Regions from separate parts of the Zea mays genome. Here all the other regions are linked to region 1. A link is a contact called in public Hi-C data. All regions are on one chromosome and are shown on one strand. Each heading gives the region's core, a stretch centred on a gene start, on an enhancer-like site or on the middle of the called end of the contact. The rest is flanking DNA. Distances are from core to core; before and after follow the strand shown. Region 1 holds the start of LOC100281412. Region 2 holds the start of LOC103628238 (mavicyanin). Region 3 holds the start of LOC100281436.

What was found. Hi-C and Micro-C count contacts between places; a contact is called where the count stands out from the background.
Region 2: a Hi-C map of leaf shows a contact between it and region 1, with 8 times the contacts expected there. The contact joins the promoter of LOC103628238 here to the promoter of LOC100281412 in region 1. A contact is called at or near these places in 2 of 25 Hi-C or Micro-C datasets (both in leaf).
Region 3: a contact with region 1 is called in a Hi-C map of bundle sheath, with 8 times the contacts expected there. The contact joins the promoter of LOC100281436 here to the promoter of LOC100281412 in region 1. A contact is called at or near these places in 4 of 25 Hi-C or Micro-C datasets (bundle sheath, ear, leaf and 1 more).

Annotation. Positions count from the first base shown.
Region 1 is chr5:63,657,693-63,661,030 of Zm-B73-REFERENCE-NAM-5.0, forward strand. LOC100281412 reads right to left here and starts at 1,706. Exons shown (of 5, transcript NM_001368005.1): 1 at 1,532-1,706; 2 at 332-787; 3 at 1-199. The coding sequence starts at 650.
Region 2 is chr5:63,901,647-63,904,984 of Zm-B73-REFERENCE-NAM-5.0, forward strand. LOC103628238 (mavicyanin) reads left to right here and starts at 1,725. Exons shown (of 2, transcript XM_008648477.1): 1 at 1,725-1,893; 2 at 2,010-2,404. The coding sequence starts at 1,725. The coding sequence ends at 2,404. LOC103628237 (putative UPF0496 protein 2) reads right to left here and starts at 902. Exons shown (of 2, transcript XM_023300129.1): 1 at 505-902. The coding sequence starts at 739.
Region 3 is chr5:63,846,276-63,849,613 of Zm-B73-REFERENCE-NAM-5.0, forward strand. LOC100281436 reads left to right here and starts at 1,466. Exons shown (of 7, transcript NM_001368012.1): 1 at 1,466-1,866; 2 at 2,010-2,636; 3 at 2,762-2,897; 4 at 3,003-3,088; 5 at 3,181-3,338. The coding sequence starts at 1,550.

The DNA of each region.
Region 1 (3,338 bases), core at 456-2,955:
ACAACACGGGAATCCCCAACATTGGCAACATAAAGCATGCCACCACAAATTACACCGACCAGGCAGCATGAGCCGACAGCTGCTATCTGAGGCTTTACAGGCCATTGTTTGGTAACAACAGAAAAGAATCCATCTTCTGTAGCTTCATACGCCTTCTTCAGTACATCAGCAGACATTGTATTCTGCTCAGATGCAAACCCTAAATACAAGCCATGAAAGAATGGATTGATCACTGGATCACTCCTTAAGTGCAAACTGAAAGCCAAATCCAGATATAGTACTAAGAAATGGGAATAATGCTACTGCTCAGATTTAAAGGTTAGCAAGTTACTTTTCAGATTCTGGAAGAGATGATCATTGATATAGCAGGCCGTCTCTGGACCACCATGTCCATCGTAAACGCCAACAAAAGTGCCATATGGTCCGGAATCTAGAAAACTCAGTGGGCCCGACTCAATCTGACACTGGTCCTCAAGTAAGTTATTGGCCTGAACAACAGCCATGGAAAACTCCCCGTTGACATGCTGCCCGGCGTCCTTGTACCATAGAAGTCCATCCTGCCTACCGGTAACATCTGAGCCTGTTCGGGCATGCCGGTTCGATGACGGTCGCCAGCACGCCCGTAACAAGTTCATCAATGTCACTAGCATCCCTCATCAGTCATCTCTTGCACATACGCCTTCGAGCTCGCTTCATCTGTAGTCCAAGAAAAACACAGTTGGACTTGTCAGCGAGCCAACAGTTTTCTGAATGTTGGTGAGAACTGAGAACTCCACTGACTTTCAGCCTGGAAGCACAAATCAAGGATAAGTGGCTAACGATGTTTCTTCATACCAGTTAACAAATAACGCTACAGGTATTATATAAATGTTGGCATAACTGCTCTCTAAACCCCTTGGACCCCAAGAAACTCCTTAATAGCACTAGAGTAAAAATGGGAATAAACATGACATGTCAATCCAACAATTATTCAAAGCTAGCATCGAACTTCAAATACTAAAAATCTAATGACAAATGCACAATTTTGTAGGACTCCTACCACCGGACAAGAAATATATATGTATTAGAGGCATGTAAATGCCAATCAAAGCCAATCCCCAGGAACTATAACTACACAAAACCTCCTCCCCTCGTCAAGGTAGATTATTAAGCTCTCCCTGAGTCCTTATGCTTCACAACGCGGATGAACCGCATCATCACCACCAATCAAACAGGGAAACTTGAAAGATACGATTGCACACCACAATTGACACATTAATTTCGCCGAGAACACTATACTCCTCTTCTGAATCATGTGCACGTGCATCCCACACACATGACAGGCACCCCCGTCAATTGGAGGAACAAAACATGATTTCTCTTAGCCCACGAGCCAAAAAAAACACAAAATTGGCACTGTACCAGGGCACGCAAGCGCCGAAAACTAATAGAACAGGCACGCTGATTCGAATCAAGCAGAAGCCCCCAGCCCAGTCCTGGGGCACGCCGCACGCGGCTCCAGGAGGAGGGGAGGAAGGCAAAAAAGTCGCACCTTGGCGTGGGCGGGGCGCCCAATTGGCGGGCTCGGATTGGGATTCAGCGAGTTGGGGCGAGGGGCCTCGATCAGGTCGCTCGATTTGGGCGTCGCCACGCTGCTCCTCCTCTCCTCTGTCTCCCTCTCCTTCTGGGTCTGGACTCTGGACGAGGGAGTGGGTGGGGGACGGGGGAGGGGGGGACTGGAGAATAGCAGAGGAAGAGGGGGAAAAGCGGACCGGAGCAGCCGCAAAACGGGTTGGGTGGCGCGCTCCGGCCCGGTCCGGCTCGGACCGACCCGACCCGACACGAGGTGAGCTGGGAGCTGGGAGCTGGGAGCAGACCAGGTGCAGGGTTGGGGAGACTTGGGTGGGCGTGTGAGCACGACCCGTCGGAGTCAGAGATGACGGACGGCGAGGGTGAACCGAACCGCCAGCGGCGGACGAGGGGATCACCGGCGGACGGCGGTGGTGATCCGCGCCCGCAAGTGGCGCGAACCGTAGGCGTGGCGTGGGCTGGCCGTTCCAACAGACACGCTAGACGACGACGTGTGGTGTGGGTAGACAAGTAAAAAAAAGGCAGAGGAATCCTAATTTCATACCTGTAAAAACCGAAAAAAATGGTAAAATACGTTACTCTACAACGGCGTTCTTCAAATTGGGTCGCTGGTCACGGCACCAGGCCGTCGACTGCCCAGCGCAACAGGTCCCCTAAATTTTTGGAGTCCAATTTTCGAGTTTTCTAGTAGCATAGCAAGAATTATTTGATGTTTTACAAAATAAGCTGGAAAAAATTTAGTTTTAGAATCTATTACTACTCTATAAGGCTTTATTGTAGGCGTCCACAGGTGCACTGTTCTGCTATCCTCCCTTCGCGCAATCACAGGAATCATCATGCGAACGCGCGGCTTCCTTCCTTATACGCCACTTCCTTCCCCGGCTTCCTCCCCCACCAACGGCGCCGCAGTCCAAGCCAATCCCGACCCATCTCTCTATGGAAAGTGAAAGTCGTCTAGAGGAGGTGAATAGGCGGAATCTAAAAATTATAAACTTAAGCACAACTACAAGCCGGGGTTAGCGTTAGAAATATAAGTGAGTCCAAAAGAGAAGGCGAAGCAAATCACAAGCAAATAAGAATGGATGACACTGTAATTTGTTTTACCGAGGTTCGGTTCTTGCAAACCTACTCCCCGTTGAGGTGGTCACAAAGACCGGGTCTCCTTCAATCATTTCCCTCTCTCAAACGGTCAGACCGAGTGAGCTTCCTTCCTTGATTTCCCGGGTCACTTAGACCCCGCAAGGACCACCACACAATTGGTATCTCTTGCTTCGCTTACAAGGTTTCGAGAGTAAGAATGAGAGAAAGAAGAAAGCCAACCAAGCAACAAGAGCAACAAAAGAACACAAGTCGATCTTCTCACAAGTCCTAAGAACTAGAGTTGAATTGGGGACTTTGATTCGATCGGAGGCTTTGATTTGTGTCTTGGAGTGTTGTTAATTGCTCTTGTATTGAATGAGATGTAGTGAATGCTTGGATGCCTTGAAGAGTGGGGGTGGTTGGGGTATTTATAGCCCCAACCACCAAAATGGCCGTTGGGGATGGCTTCTGTCGTATGGCGCACCGGACAGTCCGGTGCGCCAGCCACGTCACCCAACCGTTAGGGTTTGACCGTTGGAGCTTCTGATAACTGGTGCACCGGACAGTCCGGTGGTACACCGGACAGGTCCTATAGACTGTCCGGTGCACCTTCTGGCGCCTGCTCTGACTTCTGCGCGCGTAGGCGCGCACTGTAGCGCATTTAATGTCCTCTGCAGACGACCGTTGGC
Region 2 (3,338 bases), core at 475-2,974, 240 kb after region 1:
GAAGAAGAAGAAGGAGGCAGCGATGACGGTCTCATTTTGGCGGTGCTGGTTCGGAGAACAAATAAAACAAAATCGTGCTACCACTGGATTTGTCTGATCGATCAGTCAACAACCTAACATAACTGTATGTGTGTGTTTTTGTTTTTGCACATGGAACTTGAATTATATATAGGGCACTGGGATATCCGGGAATGTGGGGGCAGAGAAAATGATGATCCAAGAGAAAGCTAGCTCTTGCAAGGCAAGAAAGAGAGCCCACAAGCCACCCCCACCCACGCGCCAACAGAGAGAGAGAGAGAGAGAGAGAGAGAGAGAGAGCTAGCTAGCTGGCTTCTTCTTTCTGGATACAGGCTCGAGCTATTAAGGAAGGAAAAGGACACGTACAGAGGCAACACGGCAGAGAAAGGGACGACGAGACGAGACGGACGAAAGCACGCGACATTATTCCCAGGGCCGGGCACAGATAGATACATGCATATCATGCATGCGGAGATACGTACGTACCGTCTCGTTGCTTGGGCAGCATCACTGTTGTGTGTGTGTCCATATCTCTCTCCAGCACGCAGCATTGCGATTTGGCATGCAAATCGCCAATCCTGATCTCTCTCTCTCTCTCTCTCTCTCTCTCTCTCTCTCTCTCTTTCTCTCGTACAATCGTCCACGCCACGCGACCGGAGGATCCTCCGCTGGACCCGGAGCATCGCGGTCTTCTTCGGATCGGATGGCAGCTAGCAGGCATACAAAAGAAGAAAGAACCAGGAAGCTAGAGGAAGAAGAAAGAGAAGAGCGAGAGGCCGCATGCAGATCCATGCATGGACCGCGCGCTTGTCGGCGATCCACATCGATATGGATATATGAGAGAGAAGTGGTGGAGGGCTCCATCGATCGTTTACGTCCGGGGTGGTGATATGAATGATTCTAGACCTAGCTAGCTGATGTGCACGTTCACGCAACCGTATCCGCGCCGCGCGTGGCTTCCCTAATTAAACCCGTTGCCCCCCCGTCGCTCATCTGGTTTTTATTACTGCTCTTGCCTCTTGATCAAGACTTGTTGTATTGATCTGCCAAGTGCCAACCAACCATGCAAAGAATTTGGCAGCAGGGAACCGTGCTAGCTTGCAATTGGGCTGGCCTGCCGTGTGAGGCCCAGAATCCAGCAGCCGGCCTGCTGCGTCACGTGGACCAGGCTGCCGCGGCAGACGTCGATCCAATTGTCATCCAAGGATCCACCTAGCAAGGGAGCAGCGACCTCGCCTCACTGACCTCCTCCAAGTGTCCGCGCAGCAGCACTTGGAAGGGTCCGTCGCCGTCAGCGTCGGCTCTGCCGCTCCGCCTCGTCCTGGACCGGAAGCGTCGTTAAGGGTGCGTTTGGTTGAATATACAAAGAGAGATGGAATAAGGCGGCCATGTTTTCTATAGTGTTTGGTTAAGAGTCAAACAGGGGCGAGATGAACACCGGAGTGATTTTTGAGGGCGGTGTGATCCAAAAAATTTAGGGGACAGTGACGCCCCCGACTTATCCTACTTTGACATCAAACCAAACACACCCTAAGTAGCCATAACACAAGTGCTGAGTTGAGCTTGAGCATCCTGCCATATATATACCACAAGCTAAGTCCACAACACAACCACCCCCGCCGGCCGCCGCGGGCAGCACTCCATCCGCGCCAGTCACCACCACGCACGCAAGCAAAATTTACACAGCAGCCGTGATATATATGGCGATGCAGCAGCTGCTGGCCTTCGCCTCCCTGCTGCTTCTGTGGCCGGCGCGCCGCGCTAGCGCCGCCGAGTACGTGGTCGGCGACGTCGGCTACGGCTGGGACTCTGGGTCCGGCGTCAACTACGCCGCCTGGGCAAGGGCGCACGCCTTCGCCGTCGGGGACGTCCTAGGTGAGCTCACCAGAGCCACCGCCTGCTCGCCTCGGCTCGGCTCGTACATATTCGCGCATGATGATCGAGCTGAGTTTCGTACTGATCCGTGTGACCTACCCGCTAGCTGCGTGCAGTTTTCCAGTACGTGAGCACCCAGCACAACGTGTACGAGGTGACCGAGGAGGTCTACCGGTCCTGCGACACCGCCGGCGGCGACGGCGACGGCGACGGCGTGCGCGCCAAGTACACCAGCGGCTACGACCGCGTGGTGCTCGCCGAGGCGAGGGGCTACTGGTTCATCTGCGATGTCCCCGGCCACTGCCAAGGAGGCATGAGGGTCGCCGTCAACGTCTCCGCTGGCGCGGCAGGAGGAGGAGGAGGAAGCGGCGGGCCGCCGATGACTGTGAATCCCCCGCCGCCGGACGGCAGCGCGGCGTCGACGACGACAGCCAAAGGTCGCCTGGGTTGGGCTTGGGCGGCGGCGTGTCTGGCTCTCGGGGTCCTGGCGTTGATGAATACCAGTTACTAGGCCATTTTGTGCAATAGTCCCGGCGGCCATTTTGTCGCGGCGTGTCACTGACTGAAACAGAGCAATAGTCCCAATGTTTGGCGAGACACACCTCCGGTTAGAAAATTTTCCCAAAAAACATTTTATACATTTTAAAATTGATTGATAAAAATATGTACCAACATTTGTTTTTTTTCCATTAAGGAAAGCAATGTGCTTAGATGAACCACCATGCCTACAACATAATTATGCATTGCCTAATTGACCTACTAAAAATATAAACTGGACAGCTTGCTACAATCACATAATAACTGGTGTAAACAATAATATAAGCAGTTGTTGGTAACGTACTGCTACCCGGTCCAGATGTATGTGTTTGATGCTCTCATTGGCGGTTTCTTTCTTATTTTGACTGGACAGTGCACAGTGTTCATGTTATCATATGTTGCATTTTTCTGCGAAATTTCGATTTCATTGGTGTTCGAACCAGAAATGAGCCGGCGGACTGTCCGGTCCTGAGGCCGGACGGTCCGCGGTCCGGACGGTCCGCGCCTGTGGGCCGGACGGTCCGCGCGTGCGCAGAACAGATTAGGGTTCCGAGTTTTGTGCTACGGTTGTTAGCTATATTCGCGGGATTAGCTCGGAATCAGTTGTGTAAAGGGTCCAGCCCCCCTCCTCTATAAATAGAGAGGTCTACGGCCGATTTGTAATCATCAACAATCGAATCAATACAACTTTTATTCGCATTTTATCCTAGGAGTAGTTCTAGTCTAGTTTAGGTTTAGCCTCTCAATCCCCAAATTCTCCGCCTCTCCTCGACTCTACGTCGATTAGAGGAGTCTAGGTCGGTCTACCCGAGCCTAGACACCACCTAGGATCTCTACTCCCCGACGGGGTCCCTCCCGGGAGCAAGATCCAGGCGCCGTCGGCGATCTCCCGCCGTCCCTGCGTACGC
Region 3 (3,338 bases), core at 216-2,715, 190 kb after region 1:
TGCCTGCAAGAGCCTGGCAAGTTTTTGAAATGGCAAGCTAAGTAACTGAGTTCTTTTGTGCGCAACATCTAAGGATATGTCTGTTGCTGAGTAAGCTATTGGAGAAGGACCACTAACGAAATAATGGGTCAAACTCGATCTGTTTTGCCAAATTGAACAGAATGATTTGCATTGTAGTATAATTTGATTTGTATCAATTTAGTTTTATATTGGTTGTTGACAAAGAATTTATGAAATATTGAGGTTGATAATATATGTGGCGTTCGTTTTTATGTAATCATTGCTCACTAATATTTTGTCGAATATTTTATATTATATATATATATATATATATACATTACTGAGAACATAAGGGGTCCCTCGTGCTCTGCAAAGGTACAACCAATCATGATTATGGAGGAGCATGGCGGCGAAGGTCAATTGGCGTCCGACCACGATTTGCATGTGGCTTGTGCTCGTCGCCACCGCAATGACGCCCACCCATGTGCTCATCAACCTTAATTGTTTAGAGTGCTGAGTTTGGCAAGTTAGCAGCATAATCTTTCCCCAATAATCTACACTGTCTAACTGTGAAACTGACAGAGGAGTGGCTTTGAAATTATAATCCTTCACCAAGGTGCATTACATTTTACTCCACATGATAGATTCATTCGATGTGTAAGGCTTTTAAGGTTTATAAAAATTCTTAATTTTTAAAAGATGCTAACAAGAACACAAAATGGTAATTAGTTTTTTTTTTGAATTTTAATATATTTTATTATAATATGTTCACTTTGTAGCAACGCAGGGACGTTTACCTAGTCTAACCATTTATCTAAACATATGTGTGACAAACTGTGGAGCAAACCATGTGACGTTGGCAAGGATGCATTGGGCGAGCCGCGAGCCTTGCCAAGCTATGCGTATGCTTTGCAGTATTTATCTTCAGGAACCAACATGACATATTGACATGGGCGAGATAGTGTTGTCGGCCTGGCGAGTGCTGTTTCGCGCGCGGCCCTTCAGCAGACAGAGGCCGAGGCAGCACGATCTGTTACGCACAAGGGCTCCACCTGGCCTCGCCATGGCCCATGGTGCCCGGGCCCAACTATATATATAAACCGAGACCAATGGCAGCCAGCACTCTTCATCATTCATCGCCACGAAGAAAAAGTCAAAACGAAAAGAAAAAAAAGCATGGCTGCTGGCTGCTGCAACGAGTACTTGAAAACGACGGAGTCCTACGCGGAAACGACCGACCTCCGGCTTCATTCCTTGCCACGTCCACCTCCTTTTCCGTCTTCTTCCACACGGCGGCCAGGCCACTCCGGACTTGGCCCTCGTTTTCTCGCTCCGCGTTCCGCAACGCTGACAACGGGCACCGGGGACTTTGACTAGCGACCGCCGGTCCTCCTCCTCCCCTACCCCGGCCTCCCGCCATGAAAACATGTCACGTCCGCTCCAAACCCACCAACCTCGCCACCACCACCTCGGCCCGCCCCACCTTTCTTGCCGCCCCTGCACTGCACGCCTCCCCGTGCTCGATCTCGGTGCTCCACGCCACCACGTCATGGCTCACGCTCGCTCCAGCCACCGCCGCACGGGCCTCCTCCTGGCCATGGCCGTCGTCGTCGTGGCGTCGCTTATCGCCGCCGCGGACGCGTCCAGCTTCGGGTTCGACCTCCACCACCGGTTCTCCCCGGTGGTCCGGCGGTGGGCGGAGGCCCGGGGCGGCCCTCTCGCCGCGGACCAGTGGCCGGCTCGAGGCACGCCGGAGTACTACTCCGCGCTGTCCCGCCACGACCGCGCCCGCCGCGCCCTCGCTGGCGGCGCCGACGACGGGCTCCTCACCTTCGCCGCCGGCAACGACACCTACCAATCCGGAACGTGCGTTCCTCCGCCTTCCCACATCCTATCACCTCCTTGCAAATTTTGATCCCCCCGAACCAAGACGATCGACGAATTAAGTAACAAAGCTCGTAGCTCCACTCCAACCCACCTCGTTTTTTTTTTTTTTTTTGCAATCGCAGGCTGTACTACGCGGAGGTGGAGCTGGGCACGCCGAACGCGACGTTCCTGGTGGCGCTGGACACCGGCAGCGACCTCTTCTGGGTGCCGTGCGACTGCAGGCAGTGCGCGACCATCCCCAGCGCCAACGGGACGGGGCAGGACGCGCCGTCGCTGCGCCCCTACAGCCCGCGGCGGTCGTCGACGAGCAAGCAGGTGGCGTGCGACAACCCGCTGTGCGGGCAGCGGAACGGATGCTCCGCCGCGACCAACGGCAGCTGCCCGTACGAGGTCCAGTACGTGTCCGCCAACACGTCCTCCTCCGGGGTGCTGGTGCAGGACGTGCTCCACCTCACACGGGAGCGCCCGGGCCCCGGCGCCGCCGGGGAGGCCCTGCAGGCGCCCGTCGTGTTCGGGTGCGGGCAGGTGCAGACGGGCGCGTTCCTGGACGGCGGCGGCGGCGCCGTCGACGGCCTCATGGGGCTCGGCATGGGCAAGGTGTCCGTGCCCAGCGCGCTCGCCGCCAGCGGCCTCGTCGCGTCCGACAGCTTCTCCATGTGCTTCGGCGACGACGGCGTCGGCCGCGTCAACTTCGGCGACGCCGGCAGCCGCGGCCAGGCCGAGACGCCGTTCACCGTCCGGAGCTTGAAGTACGTCACGCCGCCCTCTGTGCCACGTTCCATCGCGCGGTTCTTGTCGCTTGCTTGCTTGCTACAACCCACCGTCGACGGCGACGAGCGACTGATCCCCCTGCCGTGCGTTTGTGCTTGTGCAGCCCGACGTACAACGTTAGCTTCACGTCCATCGGCGTCGGCAGCGAGTCGGTGGCAGCGGAGTTCGCCGCCGTCATGGACTCCGGCACGTCCTTCACGTACCTCAGCGACCCGGAGTACACGCAGCTCGCCACCAAAGTGAGTCGCTTCGCTTCTTCCCTCATCGAAGGCATGTGTGTGTTTGGGTTTCCTTTCCTCGAGTTCCTCATGTGCCTGCTGCCCTGCTTCCACTACTGCGTGCAGTTCAACTCCCAGGTCAGCGAGAGGAGAGTGAATTTCAGCAGTGGCTCTGCAGATCCTTTTCCCTTCGAGTACTGCTACAGACTCAGGTATAAACAAACAAGCAAGCAAATATTACTGTGTGTGATTGTTTCATTCATCATCACGTCTGACGTACGCGGTTGCTGTGAGCTGCAAGCAGCCCTAACCAGACAGAGGTGGCGATGCCGGACGTGAGCCTGACGGCCAAAGGGGGAGCCCTGTTCCCGGTCACCCAGCCGTTCATCCCCGTCGGCGACACGACCGGCCGTGCCGTCGGCTACTGCCTGGCGATCATGAGGAACGACATGGCCATCGGCA